Regions from separate parts of the Gossypium hirsutum genome. Here region 1 is linked to region 2. Evidence: chromatin contacts called from public Hi-C data. All regions are on one chromosome and are shown on one strand. The core of a region is the stretch at or near the end of the contact, and the rest is flanking DNA. Distances in the headings are between cores, read along the strand shown. Region 1 holds the start of LOC107899426 (formamidase). Region 2 holds the start of LOC107888693 (probable N-acetyltransferase HLS1).

What was found. Hi-C and Micro-C count contacts between places; a contact is called where the count stands out from the background.
Region 1: a Hi-C map of leaf shows a contact between it and region 2, with 4 times the contacts expected there. The contact joins the promoter of LOC107899426 here to the promoter of LOC107888693 in region 2. A contact is called at or near these places in 6 of 34 Hi-C or Micro-C datasets (leaf and seedling).

What each region holds. Positions count from the first base shown.
Region 1 is chrA11:63,616,094-63,620,879 of Gossypium_hirsutum_v2.1, forward strand. It overlaps LOC107899426 (formamidase), which reads right to left and starts at 2,902. Exons shown (of 7, transcript XM_016825138.2): 1 at 2,440-2,902; 2 at 1,504-1,741; 3 at 1,221-1,411; 4 at 822-1,057; 5 at 484-727; 6 at 282-389; 7 at 1-168. The coding sequence starts at 2,658. The coding sequence ends at 46.
Region 2 is chrA11:63,147,630-63,152,181 of Gossypium_hirsutum_v2.1, forward strand. LOC107888693 (probable N-acetyltransferase HLS1) reads right to left here and starts at 2,527. Exons shown (of 3, transcript XM_016812865.2): 1 at 2,103-2,527; 2 at 1,796-1,964; 3 at 701-1,699. The coding sequence starts at 2,282. The coding sequence ends at 825.

The DNA.
Region 1 (4,786 bases), core at 1,652-4,151, 470 kb after region 2:
AAACCCAATACTGCAGTTTCTTGGTCTTAGCTCCGTAGACTTAAGTTACATTGAGGCAGCTGGGTTCTTCGTTGTGGGAAGATTTCCATCATAACTGCATCTTAAAACATCTGGTTTTCTCACTAGCCGAGGCCCTATCGGCACCTTTCCGGCTTTTGGACGAATGTCCTGCAAATGATACACGACCATCATTTTTAACTTTGTCATGCAAGTGGAGATTTCGGAGCCTAGAAAAGAATGGAATGATGATACTATGAGTTAATCTTTTCGGAGAAGGATACCTGGTCGAAGATGGCAGTTGGAATTGCAAGAGTTGCAACAGCATTTGGTGCATCTACAATTCCGGAGATCCTTCCTTCACAAGGGCAGCAGGATAGCAGAAGGTAAACCTGATGAGAGCACCGTTGTTCCGTTCGGATCAGTAATGGCTTAACCATAGGTGATATATTTCTTTATGATTCAAAATTGAGGGAACATAAATACCTGTTCTTTCGAGTACCCGAACTTGGAGAGGTAGTCGATAGCATTGAGCACTGCACGTTTATATGCAACACTTGCATCAAGGAAATGTTGCCTTCCACTCTCATCCACGCTTATTCCCTCAAAAACCAACCATTCCGAGAATCTCGGTTCCACTGGTCCGATCTCAAAGATCGGATTTACATGAAGAGGGGTTGGCCCCATTGGAGTAAGGTACTCTTTCATTCCACCTCTTATAATTTCACACCTATTAAACCAGGTACCAGTTATGAAAGCAATTAAATTTATGCAACAACTCTGCGAATTACTAAATTTCCGGTGCGATGAAAATTGAAACTCACTTAAGCTCAAGAAAACCACTCATCTCAATTGCTCCACAGAATGAGACTTCACCATCACCTTGAGAGAAATGCATGTCACCAGTGCTAAGGTTAGCTCCTTCAACAAACACGGGAAGATATATTTTAGAACCTCTACTAAGGTTTTTTATGTCACAATTTCCACCATTTTCTCTTCCTGGAATAGTCCTCGCAGCCTCCTTAGCAATCTTTTCCCATTCAGCAGTCCCCTTTTTTATCTACACATTGTCATCATTACAGTACATTATGATATTATCACTCTCTGGTTGAAAATTGCATCTAAGTAAGCATATCATGGCCTACTAATTGCAGTTGAATCTCAAACACGAAGGCAGCCTGCAAGACATTAAGCTACTGATCAAGCAAACTGATGCAAACTACCTTCCCCAAATGGCAGCCTTTGGTTGAAGGAAGGTTTGCCAATGGTCGTGAATGCAAAACTTCACATAGTTTTAGGGACTTGTGGCCATTTTCTTCTACTTCTCTTTCTCTTTCATTCCATATATTCAGAAGTTCCATTGATGGTGCCGTTCCAATTATTCCCGGATGAGTCAACCCCGGAAATCTCACCCCTGCAGTTCATATGAACCTTTTTAAATGACAATAGAAACAAAGGGAAGCATTTTGACAGCTTATAACTAGTGGGAATTAATGGAAATTGCACCCGGTATATGAGGAGAGTAGGCATAGATTCCTTCAAAATACCAAATAGCTTTTGTTGCACATGGAAAATGGTCCGTCAAAAACCCTCCTCCATTTTCTCTGTCAAAAGTTGCTGTATAACCCCATTCATCACCCGGTAAAGGACCCAGGTTACATATTTCCACTGCAAGAAGATCACCTGGCATGGCAGGTGTCTCATTCTTGTCTACAACTCTTATAGGCCCACTCAGATAATGAACCTGTATCATTTGCATAATATTTTTATATCATAACCAGTAGGTTCAATTCAAAGATTATTTATCTGACATAAGATGTTATATTTAGCTTATTTCTTTTTTCCCTGACTCAGATAATGGAGTTTGTTTACTTACAGTGGAGAGGTCTATGAATTTTACATCAGCTGCAGAATCATCATCTTTTATGACACTTCCAGTCCAGTCTACCATTTCTACTCTAAAGACCTCACTGACCTTAACATGGGCAACCGGAGGGATTTCAGGGTGCCAACGATTGTGAAGAGGTAGAGCTTGTTCCCATGGCTTCTTCTTCAAATCTACTGACACCACTAGCCTTGGAGTTGGAGGAGCCATGGATTAAGCTTTGGGGAAAACAGGGAGATTGTTGAGATATTTGTTTCAGTCTTGCCAAATGTCACCCACTGAAGCAAGTATTGACTCTTGAGTCTTGACCAATACTCTACTTGCTGACAAATGGGGTTCGACCATTTTTCCAATGGTCCCATTTTGGTTTTACTAGACTGAAATACCAAGGTTCACTAACTAGACAACAGGGTTTGATTAAAATTGCCAATAAGAAACATTGGAACTTATTGTTTACTTGAAAAATGGTTAAGAAAAATTATAGGAACAGCTTTATGTTGCAGTAGAAGTTGAAAGAAAGGAAAGTGGGGAGGCAAAAGATGGAGGTAGAAACTCACAATAGATTGATCAGCATGCTTGACATCTTCGGCAGAGTAGTCACTTGTTATTCCACCTCCACTGAAATCCACCATTTCAACTCTGAAAACCTCTCCATCTTTAACCTCTGCAACAACTGGTATGTCGGGGTGCCACCGGTTGTGGAGGGGATGTTTTTGTTCCCATGGCTTTTTCTTCAGGTCTATAGGCACCACTACCTTTGCAACATAGTGAGCCATGGCTCAAGTCTTGAATTACAAATAATAGGTCCCGAAACCCTTCATTTTGGATAGCTATGGGTTGGGAGTTGGGATTTTTTTGCTTTGATGGATGGACCACTTGGAACTGACTTCACAACTTACCTTGGATTTTCTTCTAGGACAGAGTAACAGTTATTAGATGGCTATTTGGTAGAATCACGGAAGTGAATGCAAGTGGTATCTGACTCAGATTTGCGTCAATACATGGTATATTTGACATAACCATCCAATCCTTTACCAAAAACATTATGGTTGATTATATTTCTTAAATGAACCAACCCAACGCTTGGATTGTTTTTTCACCTTTTATTCTTTTTAAGTTAAAATTGTTAAAAATAAATAAAATAACAACCCCACTTTGACTCTCTTGCTCTCAATTCTTTTAACTTAATAGATAAAATATTCTCAAACTAAAAATATAATTCATCTGCACAAACCCAGAATGCAAAATAATTTATAAGAATCCGCTCAAATTAAATTTGCATAGAATATGTACAAAATTTGTATTAATACAATAACTCCTTCAAACTTGAACCTTAAAATCTTAAAATCTCATTTGTGAAACTTTATACACAATTTGAAACCAAGTCCCAATTCTAGATGAAATTTCCTAAATCCTAAACTTAAAAACACTAAAAATCTTTCAAGTCTTTATTTCAAAATCAAAGTAAAATCTCTACATAGCCAAGAATAGAGTCATAAAATGGAGCTGAAATCGGGGCAATAGTTGTGCTTTTAAGTGCTCAGCAATGAATATGGAAGATTTGAGGCGATGAAGACAGCAGTTTAAAAGAATGGGCTGCTCTCTAGATTCCGAACAAGGACCGGTTTGAAATGGGCCTAGTGCGAGGCTCCTTACCCGTTTTGACTTTCATAGATGGGTTTTCCATGGAAGACGAGCCATTTTTGAGTTATAAAGATGTTTGGTTATAGGAAACTACTTTTGTTTCTTTCGTCATTTTGGGTTTGATTGAAGGCACTTTTGAGTTATAAAAATGTTGAGTTATGAAAATTAAAGACGCAGCTAGGAAGTTAAAAAGAAAAAAAGAAAAGACTTATCCTGAAAGAGAGAAGAAAAAGATAAAGATAGAATAGGGAAATAAAAGGGGTGAATTACCTAAAAATACTGAAATTTTAGAAATATGATTAGATTAGGCTGGTTTTTTTTTTGTTGAAATTTTCTAGATTAAGTCGATTTTGGAGAGAGAAAAGAAAAACACGTCTAGTTGAACGCGTTTTCAACGGATTTGGCAGGAAAACGCTTCCAGCTGGATGTGCTTTCCTGCTCGGTCTGTAAAGCGTATCCAGCTGGACATGTTTTCCTTTTCTCTTCACGGTTCATTTAAGGGTTTTTTTTTTTAAAAATTAGGGTTAAGGTTTAGAGCTTTTTAACGGTTTTTGTTTAGGATTTGTAAGGATTTTTAGAGTTTAGGATTTAGGTCTTAAAAATATTATTTTAGGGTTTTTTTTACTTTTTAACATTTTTATATATTTTTTAGAAATTTTTTATAATATTTATATTTAATGGGAAATATAAATTTTAGAATTGTTATAAATATTTGAGTTTTAAAAATAATATTATTTTGAATTTTTTGTCACTATTTTGAGACCAATTTGGTAATTTTCAAAATTGACAAGTATCGAAAGGATATTTACACCAATCTGTTATTTGGATTATTTGAATTGTAAAATTTAACTCGATTCAAAATTGTGAAAAATAAAATAAAAAATAAAATAAAGAACACACAAATTTTACGTGGAAACCTTTTCAGGAAAAAACCACGGGCAGAGGAGAAGAAAATTCACTATGTCAAAAATTTTGAACCAATACAAGAGGAATAGACTATGTCTATTTATAGGCTTGTAAAGCCATATTCTAATAGGATTGAAACACCTTATCCTAATCAATATAAAATAGATGAAGTTTAATAAGGTTTAAAAAACCTTATTCTAAAATAAAATAAAAGAAGTCTAGTTCTATATGGATTTTACTTTTATTTTTTTTTCATCGTATTTTATTTAAATAAGAATTCGGGTCACTTAATTCTAACAATCTCCACCATGACACAAATTCTCAATGAACAAGTTCTTCATCGCGAACTTTTAA
Region 2 (4,552 bases), core at 1,277-3,776:
GTCTTCCATATCATTAATCTCTCATTCTTATTATTTATATATAGACTAGACTCTCTACTTCATCCCAACCAAAAAAAAAAATCATAATGGATATTCTTCTTCGTTGTTAGGGAGAGAATTTCATATTTCTTTCTCCACCACCCCTTTAATTAGAAAGATACTAAGATCTCCATTAATATTTTCCAAATTAAACAATGATAGAGGTAGTTGTGTCGCTATCTAAAAGCATATAATCATATTTTTTATGCTCTAAATACCTGCTAGAAAAATATTAATTTAAAAAAAAAAAATCTCTACACTTTCGAGTAGGTTTTCATAATTATTTATATTTTAAAATTCAAAAAAGTTATAATTGAAAAGGTGTTTGGATTACTTACTCTTTTCTTCATTTTCAAAATTAATAGAAAATTTTAAGGGTTTTATCCCTATTCTGAAAAATAATAAAGCCCAAGAGTTCATTGGAGTTTTTTTTTTATTTTTTATTTCAAGTATATTCTGATTATACGTTATTCTCATTCCTATAGAGAGAAAACCGTTTTTAAACATTGGAACAACTAAAAAGAAAATTCTGTAAAAAGATATTCAACCCCGCTTCTAAAACTAAGGCTTTGTTTGGCTACTACAGGATCTTTAAAGCCACATCCCATTTACTAAAAACCAAAATATCTACAGCCAAAAAAAAAGAAAAAAAAAGAGGATATTCATTTTCTTTTTCACACAAAGACCCATATCTTCTAATTCCCTCTTTTTATCTTCCCCAAAATTATTTGCAAAAGAAAGGAGAGAGAGAGAGACTAAGATTTTCCTTCTTTGTAGGTTAGATTTTAGACTTCTCTAGGATCTACAAATATGGAAAGTCCAGGGGGTGATTTAGTCCAGTCACCGACAGACCCGTCACTGTATTCTTCCCCGAGTCGCTTGATACACCATAAATCTTGATCACATGATAAACTCTTCCAATGTGGGACCCCCATTTTCAACGGCTCAAGAGTCGCCACCTCAGTCACCACCACACTGCACTCTCCTTGTTTAGCCAAGTTATGCGCGTGTGCACACAATGCATTCACAAACTTGGCCGCGCGTGGACCTTCCCCTCCCAAACCGTACAAAAAGTGCAAACTGAACGGCCTAAACACTTCCGGGATCGACGGTAATCTAAAAAACGGCAATAACTTGTCCACGATCCTTGTCGTTTTAGCCAACGCCTTCGTCATCCTCGACGCCCCTCGAACTTCCAGCCTAAACACGTCCTTGCTATTCCAAACACTCAAAACAGCCCACGACTCTGGCGGGTCTGGTAAAAACTTATCCGACCCGGGCCAAGACTTTTGCGTGTAACAGCCTCCACGTGGCACGGCCAAAAAGGTTCCAATGTTAAGTCTATTATTAAGAACCGAGTCAATGTCGCGAGGGAAGAACTCGGTGGTGGAGAACCGGCGGCGGTATAGCAACTCAGTGTCGGACGGCGGAAGCTTGATTAGAGTGACCCGATTGGAAACGGGGAGTTGATGAGCGAAAACGGGGTTAACCAAAATAGTAGGAGTACGGAACTTGGAGTAACCGCATTTATCAGTGAAGAGCTTAACAGAAGGTTTGTTGTCGTTTTCCGTTGCTAAGTAGGAATATTCAGCGCCGTTTAGGACAAACCAATCTTCCATTCCTCGGACCAACTTTAACCCAATTCCCATTCTCTTGTGGATAAAAAACCCAACAAAGAAATCAAAATAATTCATTTACTGATGTATTAACGTACTAAAAATGGTTTGTTGGGGCATTTATAGTAAATACCGGTGGGAAGGGGAGACCCGAAGGCCTAAAATGTAAGCGAGTTTGGTGTATACGGGGAAGGGTTTAGTGGGATGATTGCTTTCGCTATTGCGATAAAGCTTTTTGCCGCATGTAACGGTTTTAATGCAACCTCGAATCATCCCAACTATTTCTTTTGTTGAGCTTAACTCAGCCACCTGCTTGTTTACAAAGATGCAGAAAATATTAATGTTAAAGGCTGTATTTATTATACGTAGATAAATAGTGGAATTTAGTAATGGAGATTATTTAAAAAAAAAAGGGACAAAAGGGAGGAGGGATATCATATACAGTACCAGCATGAGAAAAGCAGGGGAATGGCGGACCCGGCAAATAGGGTCGCCTAAGAGGTCGGTAAAGAGAGAGAGTTTGCCGCTGGGACCAACCTCACATCTTTTTTCAACTTCTTCTACACTTGTTAAATCCTTGCTCGGATCAAACTCTCTTATTACTAAAACACACTTGTCATCTCCCATGATTTTTTCTTTTTAACTCTCAATTGCACAAGTAAAGAACAACGGACACCACTTCTGCAAGACACCACGAATGAAGAAAAAGCTTTGGAAGTCTCTGGAAACCAGAGATTGTTGTATGTTAGGTTTACTTTTGAGGAAGAGGAGATACTGAGAAGTTCATCGACAGAGAAACAATCGGGTTGAAGCTGCCTCTTAAATACTAATGAATTGGGGAATATTTTTATTTTATAAAAGAACAAAAGCCTTTTTATTTACTCCCCCCCCCCCCTCTCTTTCTCTCTCTCGTCTCTCAAGAATAGAATCTCAATCACTCTCCTTTTTGTTTTTAATAATTCAGTGCTTTGAAGTCCCTTTCCCTTCTTCTGTCTTCTCTTTTGTCTGTCCATGTATCTCCCCTTTCTCCCACTTTTAAGACTAGTGACAAATGTTGTCATAAATAAAATTTAAATGGGAGCAGTAAATAAAAGAATATTATTAATCATCACAAAAAAAGGGGGGAAGTGGAAATGGCGGCTATGGCTGCGGGTCTGCTCAGTGTTTTCTTTTTGATTAATTTCTCTGCCATTTGGCAAAAATATTTTCTCAATTTCTTCAAATCATCCTTACCAAAATAATTTAATTCTATTAATATTTTCATCAATTATACATCATTTTAATTATTGATATAATAACAAAACGTACACTCCACCATATCCCACTAAATTTTAATTAATTTTTAATTTGTACCATTAAATTTTCAAAACTTACAAAAATATCACTAATATTATCGTATTATTATAAAAATATCATTAATATTATCAGATTATCACAAAAATGTCACTTTAACAGTGTTTAAAAATATATTTTTATATTCACCAAAAATATATTTTTTATTTCTTTTCTTTTTTTCCTTTTTTTATTTTCTCTCTTTTCCCTTCTTCTTCTTCTTCCTTTCTTTCCATCTTATCTCCCTTTCCAGTAAACCCTATCCGCCACCGATTCCACCATCGCCAGTGGCTTCCTCGGACATCGAACCCACCGGTGGATCTCCCAAGACTATCCCTTGATATCGATAAGCCTAGCCCCAACCCTTAAACCCATCAACGTTTGAAGTTTTTTTCTTTTTCAACATTTAAGCTTGAAAATGAAGAGAATATGATTGACTTCAGCATATGACGACAACCCCGAGGAAGAAGGTGTATAACTAATGCGTGGAGTTCTATGTGCTTTTTTTATTTTATTGCAAAGTTTCTAATTTGTTTTTTGTTACGGTAGGGAAAGAAAACATGGAAGCATTTTGCAACTCATATTTAAGGTTCTTTTTGGTTACTACATGTTAGCCTTTTCTTCTCTATTTGTTTTCATTTTTCGTCTTTTTGCTCTCTCTTTCACTCTAGATGAAGCATGACGTTTCTTTGAAGAAAAAAGTTCATTCAAAATGTTTTTGTTGTTTTTAAAGACCCTGTCTTGATTTTCTTTTTTGTTGTTTTAGATCTCCTAAAATTTTTTTTTATGATTGTATCTTTAATTTCCTCTTTAGCTTTTTTGGAAAAGCGACAGGGAGTGCAGCAGCTGCCACCATATCAGACCCTTTGGGCAACCCAGACCCAATGAATCGAAAACATCAATTAATTTTGCTTTTTTATTTGATTGGCTAATTTTGTTTGTTTTCTTTGAAATTAGAAAAATAATAATTATAAAAAGACTGAACTTTGTTTAAGAGAGATGAAAAAGGATTAGGAGGTCGGTGGACTCAATCCATTAGGCACAAAATGGCATGGGATGGTGCGGAAGAGCAGCATGAAGAGAACAGCCGATGAAAGCCATCGATGGTGGTGAAATCAGTGGCAACTAGGGTTGGCTAGGGAAGGTAAATGAGAAGAAGAAGAAGAGGAAGAGGAAAAAAAATATATATTAAAAAAGAAAGGAAATAATTTTAGTATTAAAATAAAGTCAAATCATTGTTTCCGTTACCAATAAACGGTTTCCCATCAATAAACGGTTTAATGATATTTTGTAATCATCTGAAAATATTAATGGTATCTTTTTAAATTTTAAAATTTCAGTTAAAATAATTAAAAATTAATTAAAATTTAGTGACATCTGGTATAATTTATCCAAATAATAAATAAATTTTTAATATTTATATATTATATTATTTTGGTTTTTATTCTAAAACAATCTAAAAATTGTATAAAATTTCACAAAATAACATGTAAAAAGCCTTTGAGTTCAAATATATGTAATGGATAGAATATGTAAATTAATATTGTAATTATTTTTCCTTAAAT